2 separate regions of the Macaca mulatta genome follow, and region 2 is linked to region 1. Evidence: chromatin contacts called from public Hi-C data. All regions are on one chromosome and are shown on one strand. The core of a region is the stretch at or near the end of the contact, and the rest is flanking DNA. Distances in the headings are between cores, read along the strand shown. Region 1 holds the start of FIG4 (FIG4 phosphoinositide 5-phosphatase). Region 2 holds the start of CDC40 (cell division cycle 40).

The links. A called contact is a pair of places that touch in the nucleus more often than the background predicts.
Region 2: a contact with region 1 is called in a Hi-C map of liver, with 2.8 times the contacts expected there. The contact joins the promoter of CDC40 here to the promoter of FIG4 in region 1. A contact is called at or near these places in 3 of 14 Hi-C or Micro-C datasets (fetal cortex germinal zone, fetal cortical plate and liver).

The regions. Positions count from the first base shown.
Region 1 is chr4:14,770,026-14,773,149 of T2T-MMU8v2.0, forward strand. FIG4 (FIG4 phosphoinositide 5-phosphatase) reads left to right here and starts at 1,484. Exons shown (of 23, transcript NM_001172433.2): 1 at 1,484-1,621. The coding sequence starts at 1,556. AK9 (adenylate kinase 9) reads right to left here and starts at 1,291. Exons shown (of 41, transcript XM_028847018.2): 1 at 605-1,291.
Region 2 is chr4:15,228,037-15,231,332 of T2T-MMU8v2.0, forward strand. It overlaps CDC40 (cell division cycle 40), which reads left to right and starts at 1,859. Exons shown (of 15, transcript NM_001261343.1): 1 at 1,859-2,065. The coding sequence starts at 1,877. WASF1 (WASP family member 1) reads right to left here and starts at 1,102. Exons shown (of 9, transcript XM_077999282.1): 1 at 899-1,102.

The sequences.
Region 1 (3,124 bases), core at 234-2,733:
AGAAGAGTTGGTTTCATTATGAAACAGAACGCAGCTAATTATTTTTCCCAGCTAAAAGATCCAAGTTCAAAATGCCAGAACGGACACGGCCATCTTTCTAGTTCTTAATAAAAGGAGTACCAAACTACAGGGGGGGAAAAGCGCAAAATAACATATAATTAAGTATTTCTTTAACTTTTTTTAATTTCTCAAGTTTTAATTTACAATATGATCTTTCGTATTACATGAATGTTATCTGTGTATGCTATAATTCTGTAATTTTTTTAAAAAGCTTCCTTACACTTAGGGTTGTTGAGAAGCCCTCTAGCGGAGGATTCTGAGGTTTAGAGGTTTCCTGGGAAAACCTAGCATTGCCGCCTAAGTTAGGAGAGCGGCCTCTCCCCTACATCTTATACTCTTGCAGTAGGTGTTCAGTAAATATTTGTGGAATAAATACTTTAGTCGTTGAAAGGAGACGTGGTTTTAAAAAGTGAATTTACAAAGACCGTTTTGCAAGAAAAGGAGCTGGTCGGGGGTCCCCGCAGGAGGCAGGGTTCCGTGCAACAGATACCAAGGTGCCTCTGGGGCGGACCACGACCCAGCCGGCCGCGGGAAGCCTCCTTACCTGGCCGCAGCGGACCCTCCTCAGGTCAGCAACCGCCTCCACTGGCTCCGCCGGGCTGTTGGGAGGTTGCCGGGGAGACCTCGGGCCGCCGCGCACCGGCGGCTTGGAGGGCGGGGCCTCGGGAGGCGGGGCTGTAGTTCACTGTCATTTCTGTTCCAATTCGAAATAGTCACTTTTGTACCTAATTTGGCATTCATATTTCTAATGCACTCATTTTCACAACTATGGAAGGGGGGTACACGCATGTCCATTTATGTAGCACACACGAAATGAAGAAACCTCCTTTCCAGCGCGGCTCCGCCACACTGCGCTAGAGTCTCTGTCGAAAACTTCAAGTGGCTAGTCTCAGGCACAAACGTGTGGCAAAGCCACACTTTCCAGCTTTAGGTGATTTTAAAACAATTCCTTGGGCCACACAGCGTAGGCACAACATGGATTAGAGGTGAGGGGAAAACTGATACTCAGTGAAGGACTGTCAGAGGGCCGGCTTTCAGCAGCGGGCAGGGAAAACACAACGATCTATCCTGCAACTCGGAGAATCCTTTTCAAAAGAAGTTACCCAATCCCAAACCTTCCTCTTTTTTCCAAAGAGAGGGAGGAGATAAATAGACTCTACTAATCCGTCGACTTTTTCTCCGCCCACGTTTTCCTCCTGTCCTTACCAAAGATGGCGCCCTTCGCTTCCTCTCTTGGCAGCACGCAGGTCCCGGGAGCCTCTATCCGACCTCTCTATGATACGTCCTCCAGCCCCGCTCCTGCCGTGAGGGGCGGAGCTTGCTTGGAAGCGGGGCGCAGGAATCCGGAAACACCTGGTCATCTATAGGTTTAGTGCCCAGGCGGTGTTGTTCCTGGCTGGGCTTGATGTCCAGGGTCTGAGGAGTTTTCTCGCCGAGTCTCCTGGGGCGGTCCGGCGGTTCGTGCCCTGTTGTGGGACCCACATTTGCAGCTGCTATGCCCTCGGCCGCCGCCCCCATTATCAGCTCGGTCCAGAAGCTGGTTCTGTATGAGACTAGAGCTGTGAGTACCCCTCGCCGCAGGGGGGCGGGGGGGAGGTGCGGGAGGATGGATGTCTGCCGGTGGGTGTGGGGCCGTAGGGCAGAGGCTGTACCCTGCCTCCTCCTCCTTCCTCTCCAGTTCCCAAATCCCTGTCAAACACAGCCTTGAGGTAAGCTAGCTCCCTTGGACTGTGCCTGGGCGCCTTTCCCCTATTTTGGTACCCTGGATATTGCAGCATTTGCAGGTCCACTTACAGTCCATGGCTGGAACATGCTGGAAACAGGTGCTTGTGGTACCTCAGGAACTGTTCATGAGGTTCTCTGTACGAGTTACTGGATTCTTTTCAGCTTTCAGAAAGTGTTAAAGTTCTAGAGTTCACAAGTTACAGTACAGGCAGGGGTGTGAAAAAATTTGAACTATGGCTCGTAACTTGTTTTTTCCTATTCCATGGTATACCATCACTGCGATTGATGTGAATTACACTTCTATTGCTGAATTTTTTGGTTCTCTTTCTTATTTGAAAGGAAAGACTTACTTTGTTTAAAGACATCTAATTTGGTTGGATAACATCTTGCTTTTCACTTGACTTTTTTCAACATAAGATTTACTTTTAAAATTTTATTACTTTGAATGGCCATGTAAATAGTGAATAAGCCGATCAGTTTGTATGTATTTCAATTACTAGTTCCTCAATTAAGGGAGAATGGTGTTTATAGAACTTCATACTTGGTCCTTTCTGTGGGTGGAAAGCAAAGTTGGTACAGTATAGCTCTCTAAATTGGGGTGCCACAGTGATATTAGGGACTGTGTTTAAATTACCCATTTCGTGCTGACAAGATTGCATATGCCAGATATTTGCATAATGCTCTTCACTGTGTTATAGAGTGCTTTATAAACTGTTTCTCTGAAACTTGGGTTGTCTCCATTAGAGGAGTACGAGAAGGCAGTTGACAGTTTCTCAGTTATAACATAGTCCTAATAGCACAATAACCTCTCCCTCGGGTTAACATGAGTAGAGAATTGTTGACCTTAAATTAATTTTGCTGACAACTTTGATTAGATCTAGATCAGAAGATGAAATTATCAAATATACTGTATTTGCAAGTATTTTCAGTTCTTTAATGAGAGTCATAAAGAAGTATCATTTGACGTTGAAATGAAACCTATTTTTTTGTAAAATGTGCTGCTAGATGTTCCCAGTTAGAAACATAAATAACTTTTTTTTTCCGTTTGAGATAAGAGTCTTGCTCTGTCACCCAGGCTGGAGTGCAATGGTGCTATCTCGGCTCACTCACTGCAACCTCTGCTTCCTAGGTTCAAGCAATTCTCCCACCCCAGCCTCCCAAGAAGCTAGGGTTACAGGCATGTGCCACCATGACCAGCTAATTCTTGTGTTTTTAGTAGAAGACAGGGATTCTCCATGTTCGCCGGGCTGATCTAAAATGCCTGGCTTCGGCCTCCCAAAGTGTTGGGATTACAGGCGTGAGCTGCCGCATCTGGCCATAAATAAAACGCAAATTTCAG
Region 2 (3,296 bases), core at 609-3,108, 460 kb after region 1:
TGATTAGAGTAAGTCATATTTAAGCACCTAGTCTAGCTGGGGATCAATTAATTAATCGGTTATAGGGCAGGTCGTGTATGTTGAGATAGGATGTGCTTTCTTTCATCGTTATTCCAGTTCATCATCCGCAAGTGCAAGAGAAGGTGTCAGAGTACCGAAGCTAGGGGGCATGCTGTAGCAAGGGGAAAAGAAAAATGGGAAAGGTGCAATGGATGCTGCATAGTTGAATAATTATCTGGGTGGCACAATGGGCGAGTCCTGCCGACATGAGCGCTGAGTGAGCGGCTCCCTAACTCTGCCCGAGGCAGCCCCCACGAACGGGCACCAGAAGCGACGGCACTGCTTCGCCTACCCTTCCAACCAAGAAAAGGATGCCTGCACTCGCTTTTTTACCGTTATGTCTTTAGACACCGACTCGCGGAGCAAACACGCAAACGCACGAGCCGGCTTTACTAAGCTCCAGGCACGTAGAGCGAGCAGAGGTTTCTCTGTCGCCCGGGGCTACCGCCTCCCCCGGAAAGAGGCACGGGGCGGACCGTGGGCGCGGGTGGGCAGGGAAGCCCGGGCGGTGGCACCTCAGGTGAGACCCGCAGTCTCTCCGGCGAAAGCAGCCCCGGGGCGGTCCCTGCAGCCGAACCCCGGGCGCGCCCGCCGCCGTCTCCCTCTGCACCCAGCCCGGCTGGCGGGTGGGCGGTGGGCGCTCGGGAAACCCGCGGATGGGGGTGGGGGCCGGGGCGGGGGAGGCGCGCCCATCCATCCCCGTCACCTATGCGGGCCACACACCCCTCGGTCTGCTCCGGCCGGTGAGGAAGAGTTCCTCTCCCAGCACCCCCTCCCCGAAAAAAGCAATTCCTCAGGGACTCGCGCTCACCGTGAAATCTTGGGGGCTCTCGCTTACCCCTTCTTCATGCTTCGGCAGCGGTCGCCGGTCCCCCTCGGCTCGCGGGACTCCACCTAGGGCTCCCAGGAGGGTCGGGCTCTGGGGCGGAACCCGCTCAGGACAGCGGCCGAGGCGCCAGGCCACTGGGAACGCCGCCTGGGGCGCCCACCGGCCGCCGGACCCACCGTGTGCTCGACGCGCGAGTGAACAACACCGCGAGCTGCCGCTCCCCCCGCCCCCTCCCCGCGCGAGACGCTCCACAACCGGACGCAGGGACCCGCGCCAGAAGCAGGGGGGACCGCGGGACTCTCTCCGGCTATGGTCCCATCCTTGCCCCGTGCCCCAGGAGCTATTCCCGGCCAGTCAGAGGTCTCAAAACTTCAGATTCTCACTTTCCTCTTCACCCTCGAGTGCCCAGGTGCAGTCGAGGTGGGAAACCCAGCCTCGGCCCACTCCTCCATCGGTGGGGCCGAAGCTCGCTCTTCCCCCCTTTCCTGAGGTTCTGTGGTATTGCCCAATCCTCAGTTTGGGGGAGGGGGACGGAGAGAACAGTGCTTGGCTAGGGAATGAGGGAAGATGACAGCCAATTGAATGGAACATCCATTCGGGGGCGGGGTCAAGGAGGGACCCGCCCCCGTCCCGCCCCCTCGTTCCAAACTACACTTCCCATTGTGCCCTCTGGTGCTTCCTGCCGCGCTGCACGCTGGGAGTGCAGGACCGCGAGGCCTCAAGGTATTTTGGAACTCGTATTCTTTAGTCAACTAGGTCCTGAAAGTTATAAGCTATTATAATTCTCTCTTTTTCCCTAGATAAACTTTTTTAAGCTCTCATTTCGACAGTAGTTATTCTAATAATAATTAGCTTGTTGTTTTAAAATGTAAGAAATTATTTCTTAGCAAAGAAAGTTAATGATGTGTTCCATGGCAATCTGTCAGGACCTGGGAGCCTCCTCTTCTTCCGCCCTGACAGGGTCCCCGCAGAAGATTTGTTGCCGTCATGTCGGCTGCGATTGCAGCTCTGGCCGCTTCCTACGGTTCGGGTTCAGGGTCCGAATCGGACTCGGACAGTGAGAGCAGTCGATGTCCGCTGCCAGCCGCCGACTCCCTCATGCACTTGACTAAATCGCCTTCAGCCAAGCCGTCTCTAGCAGTGGCAGTGGACTCGGCTCCGGAGGTGGCAGTTAAGGTAAGCACCTTTGCTACTGATGCGGTGTGGGAATTGTTGGCTTCAGCTCCAAAACTGCCAGCCGCTTGTTAGGTCCCGGCTTACCTCATTGCTCAGAGATAAGTTGCTAACGTTTGAATTTCTTCTCCTTCCCACATGCATCCTCGGGAGAAGCAGAATTGGAAGTTCGGAATAGCCCCCCGATGCTCTCTGCCCTTACCTCCCGCCATCAGAAAGCAAGTGGAAAGAGGGGGTGAAATTTGAATTTGTGAATTAGGGACATAGCCTGTAAAGTGCAGATGTAATCTCGGAACATAAATAAAATTAGATCAGGACTTCCCAAACTAGAGTATTGTACCTTCACTTGAAGTGAGCAGTGGCCTCGATTTGTTTTATTTTTGAAAAACTAGGTTCTAATCCTGGCACCACCACTTATGTGAACTTGGGCAAGTTATGCAGCCTCCTCTCTTTCCTCACCTGTACAAGCGGAGATCATTTTCAAAACACCTGTCTACATGAGAAGATGAGTGTGAAAATTGAGTGAAATTACACAAATAAAGCATATAGCACAGAGCCTGGTAACTAGTGAGAGTGCAGTAAATGTTTTATGATTATGTATGTTAATACAGTGAGAAAAAGGCCTTGGATTTGAGAAACAGCTGCATGATCTCAATGGAGGAAGCTGATTCAGGCAAGAGTTTCCAGGCAAAGGTGACAGGCAAGCCTGAGAAGGCAAAGAGCTTAGTGTGTTTGAAGAACTGAGGAAAAGCTGATGTGTCTAGAGCCTGATGAGAGCATCTACCAATTGATAGTGTAGGCCCAGTAGAGCCCGAGGTAGGTGATCAGCTCAAGATGTGAAGATGGGAGGCGGTGTCCAAAAATTCCTTTGTATCATGTCCCCAAGTCTAGTTTAATGACTTAAGGAGTGTTTTACAGATTTTTAACAAGCTGTCTGTGAATTTTACTTTTTAAAAATGGGCATCTGGCATGAAAGAATGCTTAGAATCCTAACTTCCTATCAAAACAAAACTTTCCAAACTTACGCCCCTCCAGTAACCTCCTGAGTCTTCTCCTTTCACAGCTCAGCTTTTTGGAGCTCTCTTTTTGTCTTCATCTCATTTTCTCCTCAACCCGATGCAGTCTGGCCCTACCCTCTTGGGAAACTGTCTGTGAGTGATGTCCCAGGCCTTGCAGTTGTCAGGTTCAGCCATCTGACTTAAATGTCTGCATCAAATGACACTGTTCATTAGTT